Linked DNA regions of Hordeum vulgare: region 1 is linked to region 2. Evidence: chromatin contacts called from public Hi-C data. All regions are on one chromosome and are shown on one strand. Each heading gives the region's core, a stretch centred on a gene start, on an enhancer-like site or on the middle of the called end of the contact. The rest is flanking DNA. Distances are from core to core; before and after follow the strand shown.

Region 1 (6,161 bases), core at 1,217-3,716, 380 kb after region 2:
CCAATTTAATCTGACTTTAATATTACTCATCCCTTGTTGTCTCTTATGCCATGTGGATTATAGTCCCGCATATCCTAGGTCCGAAAAATTGCAAAATTCAAATGTTTCCATGCGCCCTTCCATTTTCCATTCCTCTCACTCACCCCTTACTATTCTGAGGCATGTAGCGCCTCACTAAAATCATGTGTGATAGCCAAGGATTGTCAAATTCTGTTCTCATATCTTGAAGTAATTCCTAACTCCTTTTCCTTCTTGCCATTGTCGGTTCTCCATAGAATCCTGTAAATCTCCACTCCCTATCTCCAATATTATCATTCTTTACAAATACATCAATATGAGATCTTCTAAAAAAATTCAGTGATACCACCAAACGAAAATAAAACCAAACCTCCATTCAATCCTCCAGCTATAACCCCATACGCACTACAGAACCCTAATATGTGTCTTAACTCTTGAGTTGTCTTGTCTGGTAGTTTGGTTCTTGAGAGAATAGCCGAAGAGGGATGGTACAGTCTAACTAGAGTGTAGGTTTTATTGATATGTCTTGGATCGTCCACAACTGCGAAAGTTCATCACCAATTGATTCATTGCTCCCGACAATGCCCCTCCCCGGAGCCTGTCGATCCGGGTTTGATGTTACTGAAAATTCCCGCTCTCTCATATGCGCGTCTTCGTTCCTTCCTTTCATGCCTTTGGAGCAAGATGATCTCCTAGGAGCATTGTCTTTCCACTATGTACATTTGTACCCTCGTTAATCAAAGGAACAAAGGTTGCATAGACCTTCTATCGAGTGATCTCTTCGGTACACTCCAAGTTAAGCATGTGCCTTATTTTGTTATCAGCATCTTGCATGGCCACTTAGGTACTTAATTTGAGCGGATTAGTAGTCGTGTCAGCGTGGTTTGAATTCGTTTTACCCAAACCAACGAGTGTGTAGCATTCTTGTCACCCTTTTCAGGTGATTATGCTAGTCAGCAAAATTCCCATGTCCACGACCAGTCGATGATGTTGAGTTTGCATCCAATCTTCCTTCAATATATCCCCACCACGAGACCTTTCAAATAAGGATGTACCATGTCAAGTCCATGTCGGCCTTCAACCAAGAGGCCAAACTTAACTCTTTTTCTGATATCCCCGTGTTCCGTTTTAAAGATGTAAGTGCCCGAGCAGACAACAATGCACACAAAAACGAGGAATTATCTCATAAGCAACCTTGAAGAAATGTCGCTCCTCTTCCCTCGTGATAGTAACATCCTTTTTTCATGGGTTCGTTCACATTGATCCTTACAGGAACTCGCAACAAATTGGCAGCTCCATCGAGCTCCGTTTCTACCTTCACCTGTTCTTCCTCTCCCTTATAGATTTACATTAGCTTAAGACTAAGTAAAGTACTTGAACCCACTGTCTACGCCCTAATCCATAATCAGGTGGCAGATAATGAATTTGAGCACAACACATTGTTGTAGTACTACTACTACTCCTACTCATGGTAAGGCATTGTTTGGTTCCAAATAAGTCACCAACTTATAAGTTGAAAAGTGCAAAAGGTGACTTATTTTGTCAAACAGATCCAACTTATAAGTCACCCCAACTTATAAGTCATAAGTTGCTCCACCCCAACTTAAAACTTATAAGTCACCCACTTTTGCATGAAAATGTGACTTATAAGTCAAATGACGACCAAACAGGCGTGACTTATAAGTCACCTGATTTATTGAAATCAGACAGGGCCTAAAACTTATAAGTCACCTACTTTTGCATGAAAATGTGTGATCAGGTGACTTATAAGTCATATGACAATCAAACAGGCTTGACTTATAAGTCATATGACAATCAAACAGGCTTGACTTATAAGTCACTGGTTTTAAGTCACTTGACTTATAAGTCACCTGACTTATAAATCACTGACTTATAAGTCACCTGACTTATAAATCACCTGACTTATTAAAACCAAACATGCCCTAAATTCCACGTGGTAGCATGCTGGGGGGCTGAAGAAACGCCGGCACCACGCACCAATCCGGATTCCAGCCGGAAGATCAGTCAGTCAGCAGGCGTGAAACTCTACATCGGCATGGCGTCGTCACGCGGCAGGAAATCCCTCCGTTCCCCCACCAATGAATGCGACGGACAGAGTGGCATCGCATTCACATCACACCCCGACGCGTGAAAACAAACAACCCTGGCAGGGCACGCGCAAACCCGGCCCGTGACCGCGCAGGCAGTAATAATCAGGAAACCCGCGTCACCGCGCCAGCATAAATACCGCCAGGAAACCACCGACGGCTGTTCCGTTCCGTTCCGTTCCCCCGCCGTGAAAGAATCGAAATCCCCCCAACATCCTCCCCGGCCGAGCCCAAAAATAGCCGCGCAATCCTCCCCACCCGCACCGCCGCCGGCAACTCCTCCGCCCTCCGCCCCCGCCCCCCGTCGCTTTCCCCTATTTATACCCGCCCCTCCCCGCCCTTCCTCCCTAGGCAGGCGCACACCCAGCCCCTGCCCCTGCCCGCTCCCCCCTTCCCCTCTCTTTTCCCCCCTCCGATACAATAAAAATCCCTTCCGTCCGTCCCGGATTTCCCGCCGGGATACGTACGCGCTAGGAGTGCACCCATCGGACGGAAGGCACCGCGCCGATTTGCGCCTGCCTGTTTGCTTGCTTGCTTGCTTGATCGATCCTCCATCCATCCGTCCGTCCGTGGTTGCGTCGTCGTCCGGGAGAAGGAGAAGGAGGAGCAAGGAGTGTGAGGGCTTCTTGGTTTCTTCGTTGATTGGTTGGCTTGCCGCCGCGGGCGGGCAGCACGACGACGGCGGGAGGTTTCAGCAAGAAGATGCGGGCGCTGGAGGACGACCTGTTCCCGTCCACCCCTGGCAAGGTGAAGATCGAGCGGGCCGGCGGCGCCATGAACCGCCAGCTGCACCGTTGCTTCGCGTCCACCAGCACCATGTTCCTCTGGGCGCTCTTCCTCGTCGCCATGACCGCCTCCTACCTCAGCTTCCAGTCCTTCGTCGACACCTCCTCCAAGTACTTCGCCGCCTCCTGGGGCGGCCTGCACTGGGAGCGCCAGATCCGCGCCTCCGCCGCGCCGCGCAGGCCGCCGGGGTCGGCCGCCGGGGCGGGGATGTCGGTGCTCGTCACGGGCGCCTCCGGGTTCGTCGGCGCGCACTGCTCCCTCGCGCTGCGCAAGCGTGGGGACGGCGTCGTCGGCATCGACAACTTCAACGCCTACTACGACCCCTCGCTCAAGAAGGCACGCAAGGCGCTGCTGTCCTCCCACGGCGTGTTCGTCGTCGAGGGCGACATCAACGACGGCCGGCTCCTGGCCAAGCTCTTCGACGTCGTCCCCTTCACCCACGTGCTCCACCTGGCCGCGCAGGCCGGCGTGCGCTACGCCATGGAGAACCCGGCCTCGTACGTACACTCCAATGTTGCGGGGCTCGTCACCCTCCTGGAGGCCTGCAAGAACGCCGACCCGCAGCCGGCCATCGTCTGGGCGTCATCCTCCTCCGTCTACGGCCTCAACGACAAGGTGCCCTTCTCCGAGTCGCACCGCACGGACCAGCCGGCGTCGCTCTACGCGGCCACGAAGAAGGCCGGCGAGGAGATCACCCACTCGTACAACCACATCTACGGGCTGTCCATCACCGGCCTGCGCTTCTTCACGGTGTACGGGCCGTGGGGGCGGCCGGACATGGCCTACTTCTCCTTCACCCGCAACATCCTGCAGGGGAAGCCCATCACCGTCTACCGGGGCAAGAATCACGTGGACCTCGCCCGCGACTTCACCTACATCGACGACATCGTCAAGGGCTGCCTGGGGTCGCTGGACACGGCCGGCAGGAGCACGGGCACCGGCGGCAAGAAGCGCGGGCCGGCGCCCTACAGGATCTTCAACCTCGGCAACACCTCCCCTGTGACGGTGCCCACGCTGGTGTCCATCCTGGAGAAGCACCTCCGGGTGAAGGCGAAGAAGCACGTGGTGGAGATGCCCGGCAACGGCGACGTGCCCTTCACCCACGCCAACATCTCGCTCGCCCGGCAGCAGCTCGGGTACAAGCCGACCACCAACCTCGACGCCGGCCTCAAGAAGTTCGTCAAGTGGTACCTCTCCTACTACGGCTACACCCGGGGATCCAAGAACTTGTGACCGCCGCGCCGCGCCGCGCCGCCCCCCCTATTCTTCCCCTCCTCACCCAACCCCTGCTGATTCTTTATTTCCGACCACTCCCGGATCAAACATTTTTAGTCCCATGGATGGATGGATCATCGTCAAGCTTTAACAGCATTCTTGTCTCGATTCTTTTTGCGGGAATACTACGTTTTAGGGTGGTGTTCTCCGGTGAAGAAAAAAAGAAAAATCCCGGATCGAATTCTTTCCTTTCCTTGCCGCCGCCGCCGAGCGCCGACGAAGACGAAAGCAATGGAGCGAAACCTTTTCTCATTGTTTATTTTTTCGATTTTTTTTCTCTGTAAAGACAAAGTGGCTCTTGATTAGTTTCTTCTTTTCCCCTCCTCCATCTGCCAAAACCCTTTTCAAAATTTGAATCAATGCATGTAATCTCGCTGACGCGGTTTTTTTAATCTTATCTAACTAAATGAAGCTAGGACGAACTGGCTTATCCGATCGCCCGTTTAAATTTCAAAAAATCTGGCGGTTTGTTCCTTGCCGTTCCGATTTTATCGCTCCCGGAGAAAGCGCGCGGAGGTGGTCGCCGGAAAATTCGCGGAGGAGGTTCCGCCTCCGCTTCCGGCGCCGTCGAGATAGAGATAAGCTTGGAGGGGACGCGCACTGCATTGGAGCGCGCGCGCGAGGGTGGCCGCCAGCTGGGCTTGGGGCGCGATGGAGCTGGCGGTGGGCCCGGGCGGCCTTGATTGCTCCGGTGGGCCCGCGTGGCCGTCGCTGGGGGTGGGGCCTGGGTGTCGTCGATTGGTCGGTGGCTGGGCCTGCCCACGTGGGCCACATGGGTGGGCCCGCCAACGAGTATGGAGTGGACGGAGGCGACACTCGAGGATGAGCTGTATTCGAACCGCATTTCTTATTATTCGTAGTACTACCAAAGTTCTAGAAAAACAAATCTTTTTATTTTTATTCGTGTATGCAGGCACACGAGTAGTACGTTTTGTTCTTGTTCCTGAGATCTTTTGTTTTTACTTTATTATTCTTTGTTGCTGTCGCGGAGATTTGTTTCCTCCTGACTCGTGGCATCTCTGCACTATTTTACTTAAATTGTGGAACAAATCGACAAGGAAGTTGGAAATGAATATGTTATGCTCTGGTGCTCCTGCGGAGCCACGACGAGTCGATGGTCGATTGGCCGGTGGCGGTGGTCGGTGTCTCTCGCACGGAGGCCCAGGGACGGAAGCACCAGACACGCAGTTCGACTGCCGTGTCGAGTGTCGACACACACCAAATAGGAGTTCGCTTGAACCCATGTCGTCGTATCGTTCGACCCGACGGCGGAACTTGTGGTTCGCACGAGAAGACGGTGGTGCTCTTTTGGGGTATCGGAAGCATTTCATTTTTCTGTGTTGTCTCGTGACAGTGTGGCATGATTCCTTGGCATTGCGTATGATGCCGGGGCCGTCCACCTTGTCTTTTTTCCATGGTGCAGACTGCACTTGTCGTCACGGTGTTCTAAAAGCAACTCCAACGCACGGTTCCACAGATATTTGTTTTATTCGGTTTTCGTTCGTTTTGGGACAGGAAATGAGGCCGTGTTCTTTTGAATTTGTGTTTGCGTCAGCAGGACGTCCAACGCGCGGCCGCATCTTCGACCTCATCTCGTCCGTCGAAGGATAAGTAAAATAAAATTAAACGTAGCAGAAGTAGTTCAAATGAAACAAAACAAGTAGTTTCATGTCTCAAAAAGTCTATTATTACAAATCAATCGAAATTTAAATAATATCAAATAGTCTTACAAAACCACTCAAAGTTTGTGCGCACGAAAAGAGGTTAAATCGGTAGATCTACTCATTGTCAATGGGATCCCACATGTGGTCAATCAAGTCATCTTGGAGTTGCGTATGAGTGTGCCGATCACTCATGTCATGATGAAATTGGACAAATTGTTTAAAGGTTGCAGGAGGTCGGTGCTCAGGCTCAACATTCTCACTCTCGAAATCAAACCCTTGGTCGTAGATGTTGTCATCACGTTCATCCTCA
Region 2 (6,652 bases), core at 3,536-6,035:
TCACGCCACTTGCAGGGAATTGTCGTCACGGTAGTCTATAGATCGAAATATCATCCACGCGACAGCGATCTTGTACTCCCGGAGTAGACATATATGCTACGTTATTTCCTTCGTCCAATCTCATCCGCACGCACGGTATATACTCCTACTTTATCAGTCGTCGTCACCTTGCTGTATACTTCTTTTTCCCGCCGAGATATATACGATCGACGGCGACCCGATGCGTGCGACCGTGGCAAGGCAGCAGCCAGCCGCTACTCCTCCTACGTGCCGGCGTCGGTCGTCGACATTGGCTCTGTGCTGTGCGTGTCTCCGTCCGACAGATGGGAGATGGCCATGTTGCCGTACGTGGCAGTTTACACATACCTGGCTCGAGAAGGCGCCATTTCCACGGCTCGGCGTTTGGTTGGCGGTTGCGAGTGCATGCAGTGCAGCTGGTATGTATTGTGTACGGCCGACCTGACCTCATCGACCGAACTACGTAGCTGGATCGTCACTGCAGCAGCCGTTCGACGCACGTAACGTGCATGCTGCCACTTGCGTCGCATCGGACACTCGCCATCGGCCGGCTGGATCGTATGGATGCATCTGCATGCAGGACTGCAAGTGAGAGCAAGCTTGCGCGTGAAGCTGTGGACACGATCGAGAGAGGTTCCAGAAGCAAGCAAGGCAGAGGAAACACACAAGAAGTAGCGAGATCGAGGGGCTGCAACTCAAATGTGTCACGATCGACCAGTAAAATTCTTATTCTCTTAACTTGCCAGGACAAAGTTCTTGGCGCGTGGAAAGTTGATTCGTCTCGCAGTAGTATATGATAGAACGTGAATTTACTAGGCACAGATAGATCCGTACAAACCCGTGTATTTACCTTGTTCTGAGTCAGATGAGCTCGCATCGTTCTCCATCGGTGTGGTAGCGACAGCGGTGATGGAGAAAAAGGATTAGGCGTGGGTGGAGCTTTACGTGAGCACCGCGCTTAACCTAGATCGGATAGTAGGGGTGTGACGGTGACGAATCTCGTAGTTCGTGTCCCGACACCCCACCGTTCTTTATATAGCGTGGGTCACAGAGGCCCATCAATCATAATGAATTGGACGTCCCGATCAAGACGCATAGATTAAGACCCGGTGGGCCGTTGGGTCCATGCGATGAGAGATCAATCTAACAGTATATGCCGTAGTCGTTCCTCGTGTACGTACCGTCTACCGTGATGCCGACGTCGGATAAGGATGGGAGTCCAACAAATGAGGTGGAGTACGATGAAGATCACGTACTAATTAGATCAGCGCCGAGCTAGCTCTTGTTAATTGTGTGATCAGCGCCGTGGCTTTCGTCGTACGGCTGGCGTACTACTTGCTTTCCAGCTAGCCATGGAGAACTGGTGACCGTATGGAGGGGCTGGCTGGATGATCGAGGACGACACTCGACGAGGGAAAAAAATGTTTAAGTTTCTAGAGTCGCACCAAATTATTTGCTTCTTTGCTGGGCGAAAGATGAACTCGCGGCTGCTTGCAGAAGAACAACCGTTGGGTGCGGATCAGAAACAATCGTTGGGTGCCAATGCAATCGGTCCACATTTACCGTACTCTCCGTCGAAAATTCGCTGGTTAAGCCGGTCGTAATTTTTTGGATCTATGATCCCAAGCATTGTACCTCTATTTTTTGTACAAGAAGTTATGGTCATTGAAAAACTACTATTCGTAGATTTGTCATTAAATTATCATCATTAAACATCCATTGCGACATGTGCTTAATTTATTTCTGAATTTATTTTAGGATTTTCAACCATGCATATTCAGTAGAAGTAGCCGTTTCCGTCGATGATGAGGCGCCTACCGTTGCTTCGTAAATCTCAAGGTGATATGTCGGTTCAATCTCTCGAAGTTGCTGGATAGGATGTGCGTGTGTGCATTTATAAAAATGGATGGATGTACGTTTAGATGAGCGCTTGTGACTGTAAGTTCATCGTCCTTATAGTTTTTTTCCAAATAATAAATGCCACATGTGTGACATCAAGTAATACTGCCCGGTCGTTTCTTATAACTAAAATTGCCATAAATAAATGAAAAAACCTGAAACTTTTCATCCAAACAAAAAATTGTCATGTTTCACAATTAAAGTTGTCGTTTTCGGATAACTAAATTTGTCATCAAAAAAGGCTAGAACAGAATTTGCTTCGTGCCATACGTATGACATTTATTAGGGTCATAGTTTTTTCTAATAAATCTTAGAGATCTTTTAACAGATCTTTCATAATTTGGAGGAAGATAAGACCGCATATCCTTCAGAGTAGCATATTTGCTGATGTAAAAAAGTGTCATTTTAACCGATTCCCAATACTTGGCTCCCCAAAAAATTGTCAATTTGTTCTAGTTTGTATGTACAAACTACATTTCAGTTGCATATTTCCACACATATTAAATCCAAATAAAAATTAATGTTCACACAGTTCATGATATAACAAATTCAAATTTGAAAACCGAACTACAAAAAGTCAAGCCGAACCGAGGTCGAAATAATCTCTTAAAATCTCAACATGGCCCCCATTCTATCTCGCTTGAGGCGTATACGACCGAATTGTGACCCTCTACTCGTCCGTCGAAAATCTTCATTGAAAATTATGCCAATGGCCATTTCAAAGTCATTATCGTCTTCTTCCTCCTCCTCCGAATGAGTGTCCTTGAAATTCCTCTCTCTTAACCTCCTCATATTGACTACAAACGACTCGGTTCAATTCAATTGGCAAAAGAAAATATGAGATGAAAAAAGCATAAAAAATACGCACCTAGGCAAATTTTGAATACTTGAAGGGTGAGTTGCGGCCGGTGGGCGACATTGAACAGTTGTTAGTGGTCGTCGGGGTGTCAAGATGGTTGGTAGTCGTCGGAGACACTCGGAGGAAGAAGATGTGGTTCATCTTTCCAGCGACGAGATCGATGCTGGCGGCAACGATGATGGAGCTCAATTCCCACGATGGCAACGACCAGTGCTGGCTCGGAGTGGGGCAAGAGCGGAACAGGGAAGTGTCAGCGAAGGCATCAGGTAGTCCTTTGAAGCAACGCCAACGACGACGCGGATGTGCGTAGGATAGGGGGCAAAACATCACTGCGTTGGTCGGCAGACGGATATATTTAGGAGTTGGGGTGGCCGAGGAAGATATATTTTCCTCCAATAACATGATAGGAGATTGATTAGAGGTGCTCTTATCCCCACGATTGCGACCATACATACTTCCTCTGTCTCCGTGTATAAATTGTCTTACAAAAACCAAATGATCCCAATACACATAGATGCGATGCATTAATTTTCACATTGTCTTTCTGTTTTTTGATATGAATAAAGGAATCAATCAATAGAAAACGTGGGATGTGTGTGTTTTGATGACTCGAGACTAACTAACAAGACATGCGGTGATTTATTCATTGCATGCAATGACATTAATTAATAAATTAACGTTAATTTCTATTGTTTTCTTCTTCATCTTGATCGTGATACATAATCTAAAATGACTTATACATCAAAACGGAAGGAGTACGATATTTCTTCCTTAAACCTCCTCCACACGCACGCATGGTCAAGTCTTCGTCCCCTTGCCTTTCACCCACCGGTCGGTCGGCCGCGACTGGACACGCGCGACCGCAACAGCAACCGCTACGTGCCGCGCAATGTATCGGCAACGGCCGGTGGTCGACATTGGTTGCCGCTCGGCCCTTGACCGTCGCCGTGGACGTTTCTGCCAGTGCCCCGCTCGAGAAGGAAAGCGGCCCTTCCACGGCTCGACCACTCGGCGGTTGCGAGTGCATGCAGGTGGGTTGTACGGCCGACCTCATCGAATCGACCGATCGATCCGAGTAGCAGAATCGACCGCTGCAACCGTTGGGCGCACGTAAGATGCTGCATACCGTTGCGTCGCATTGGTCGCTCGCTGTCAGCCGGGCCTGGTACATGCTTGCTTGCGCGTGAAGCTGCGGACACGAGAGGTTCCGGAAGAAGGCAGAGGGAACACACAAGCAGCGACAGTGAAGATCGATCGAGGATCAAAGGTGGAGATCGTGGTACAACTTTCCGTGGTCGACATTGTCACCTTTCGCTGTCGTTGGAGCATTCTTGTGACCGCGCGCGATACGGCGCGGCGTGCCGGGACAAAGATTTGGGCGCGTGCAAGCGTTGGTGCCGTAGCCAGGCCATAGTCCCGGACTTTTCACCTTTTGTCTTTATTTATTTACTGGTGAAAGCCGGATCTGAAATTGATCATGCTACGGCCTACGGGTAGCCGGGTAGGGAGGAGTGGAAAGATGATGCTCTAACTGTGGAGGTACCATGAAGATCACCGATATATCTGCAGCATGATCGTATATATTCGTAGCTCTTGACTCTTGTTGGTGCGTGGCTAATTGGAGCCTAGTCGCTAGTCCTGGGGCCGATCGGTCTTCGCTTTCGTCGCACGGCTGACGTACAACTTTCCCAGCTCGCTGCGGCGGATTGGCGACAGGTCGTCCGGTCTGCAGGACCAACCAGATCTAGTATAGACGTGAAATTCTACAGATGTCATCAAGCTGGTCTGACAGCAGCACGTATCTAGGAGAGATCTTGGCCCGTCCCAAATCGGGAAGGAAGCCCGTGTCCCGCGTTTTTATTCACCATCACGCTCGACGGCGTGTGACCAGATCGGCTCATCTCGTCGGCGGCACTAACTTTGGCACATCAGCACATGGGCCGGGGGTAGCAGCACTGGCCACTGCCGCACATGGGTAGGGTAGTGCAGCGCAGCGCCGGGCAAATGCAGCGAACCAACGGCAACGCGTGCTGCATGCCACGGTCCCGTCGAGGGTCGAGGCGACGACGATGGGTGCGTAAAGTGGGCACATGAAAGCGATCCGTCTCCTCGGATCCGATGATTGTTTGGCAAAGCATACATAGGCGCCAGCCATGGCGACTTGAACTGACGCTGCGGTGGGTCACTCGTTCCACTAGCTGGTGATGGGTTCTGATGGCACGGGCCGGCCGCGTCGGTTGCGAACAGTGAGACCCGCCGTGGCTTGGGTTTTGCATGCTTCTAGCTGTAGAGGCCCGGCGCGACACGGCGTGGTGGGCGAATTTGCTGGACAGTTGAGATGGTTGGTTGATGGGACGGCATGGGTGTTTTAGACTGTACCGTAAAGCGAAGGTAGCAGCGTGAGGCCAGACCTTGAACCTCTTCGCATCATTAAAACTGAACACACCAACCTCAAGAGTTTTCATTTGCGCTTCAGCTACAGAAACACTGTCATCTAAAACAGCAACTCCAACGGGCCGACTCAATTTTATTCGCTTTTTGTCCGCTTTTTCATTTGAGTTTGTGAGTGCGCCCAACGGTAACAGATCCATTTTTGACATGTCCACTCTCACATTTCCTCAAACACATAGCACGCTCACAGCATGCGCGGAGGTTGACGGGCAAGCGTTGCAGGGGAGCTCAAACCCCACGGCGGGGGAGGCACGAGCGAGTCGTGGCATGGCGCAGTCGCGTCCAGACGCGGCGAGGCCAGGCGCTGCCAAGCGCGGAGCGGCCTCACGCGGTCGCTGAGCGGTCTGGTGTGAGACCAGGAGCGGTGTGGCGGCACGGGGAGCGGCTATGCTATTAGTCACTGATTTTGGGTCCTCCTGCGATTCAAGCAATTTGGAACGCCGGGGTCCGCTTACGGGGAGCTCATCAAAACTCACAGTTTTGCCCTCTTTCGGTCAGTTTTGTATGCTATTAGTCACTGATTTAGGGAAACCCGGGGTTCGGTTATGGGGAACTCGGCAAAATTCACAGTTTTGGCCTATTCTGCCTAGTTTTGTAACTCAGTGATTTTTGGTCCTGCTGCGATGTGAACGTTTCGGGAATCCCGGGGTCCGGTTACGGGAACTCGTAAAAACTCGGAGTTTCGGCCTATTGTGGCCAGTTTTCTACACTATTAGTCACTGATTTTGGGTCCTCGTGCGATCCAAACGTTTTGGCAAACCCGGGGTCATGTTACGCGGAACTCGTCAAGAATCGCAGTTTTGGCCGATTGTGGCCAATTTTGTATGCTATTCGTCACTGATTTTGGGTTGTGCTGCGATCTGAACAATTTGGGAACTCCGGGGTCCGCTTACGGGGAACTCCTTATAACTCGCAGTTTTGGCCTATTCCGCCCAGTTTTGTATGCTATTAGTCACAAATTTTGGGTCCACTTGGATCCGAACATTTCGGGAACCCCGGGGTCCGCTTACGAGGACCTTATAAAAACTCGCATTTTTAGCCTATTCCGGCCAATTTTGCATGCTATTACTCACTCATTTTGGGTCCCGCTGTGATACGAACGTTTCGAGAACCCCTGGGTCCGGTTACGGGGAACTCGTCAAAACTCGCAATTTTTGCCTATTCCGGCCAGTTTTGTATGATATTAGTCACCTATTTTGGGTCCGCTGGGATCCGAACATTTCGGGAACCCCGGGGTTCGCTTACGAGGACCACGTCAAGCTCGCAATATTGGCCTATTCCGGCCAGTTTTGTATGCTATTACTCACTGATTTTGGGTCCTTCTGTGATCCGAACGTTTCGGGAACCCCGGGGTCTGGTTACGGGGAACTTGTCAAAACCCGCAGTTTTGGTCTGTTCCGGCCAGTTTTGTATTCTATTACTCAC

Evidence for each region. A called contact is a pair of places that touch in the nucleus more often than the background predicts.
Region 1: a contact with region 2 is called in a Hi-C map of leaf, with 3 times the contacts expected there. The contact joins the promoter of LOC123402127 here to the enhancer-like site in region 2. A contact is called at or near these places in 2 of 6 Hi-C or Micro-C datasets (leaf and seedling) and 1 of 1 datasets of contacts at active chromatin or transcription factors (embryo).

The regions. Positions count from the first base shown.
Region 1 is chr6H:535,625,644-535,631,804 of MorexV3_pseudomolecules_assembly, forward strand. It overlaps LOC123402127 (UDP-glucuronate 4-epimerase 1), which reads left to right and starts at 2,467. Exons shown (of 1, transcript XM_045096008.1): 1 at 2,467-4,579. The coding sequence starts at 2,829. The coding sequence ends at 4,145.
Region 2 is chr6H:535,239,361-535,246,012 of MorexV3_pseudomolecules_assembly, forward strand. No RefSeq gene overlaps it. Among protein-coding and RNA genes, the nearest start is that of LOC123402833, 12 kb to the left of the region's middle. Within about 2 kb of position 4,786, at least 3 of the 3 cell types and tissues checked have open chromatin away from gene starts, as enhancers often do. A contact at or near this core is called in leaf and seedling, where this site is marked.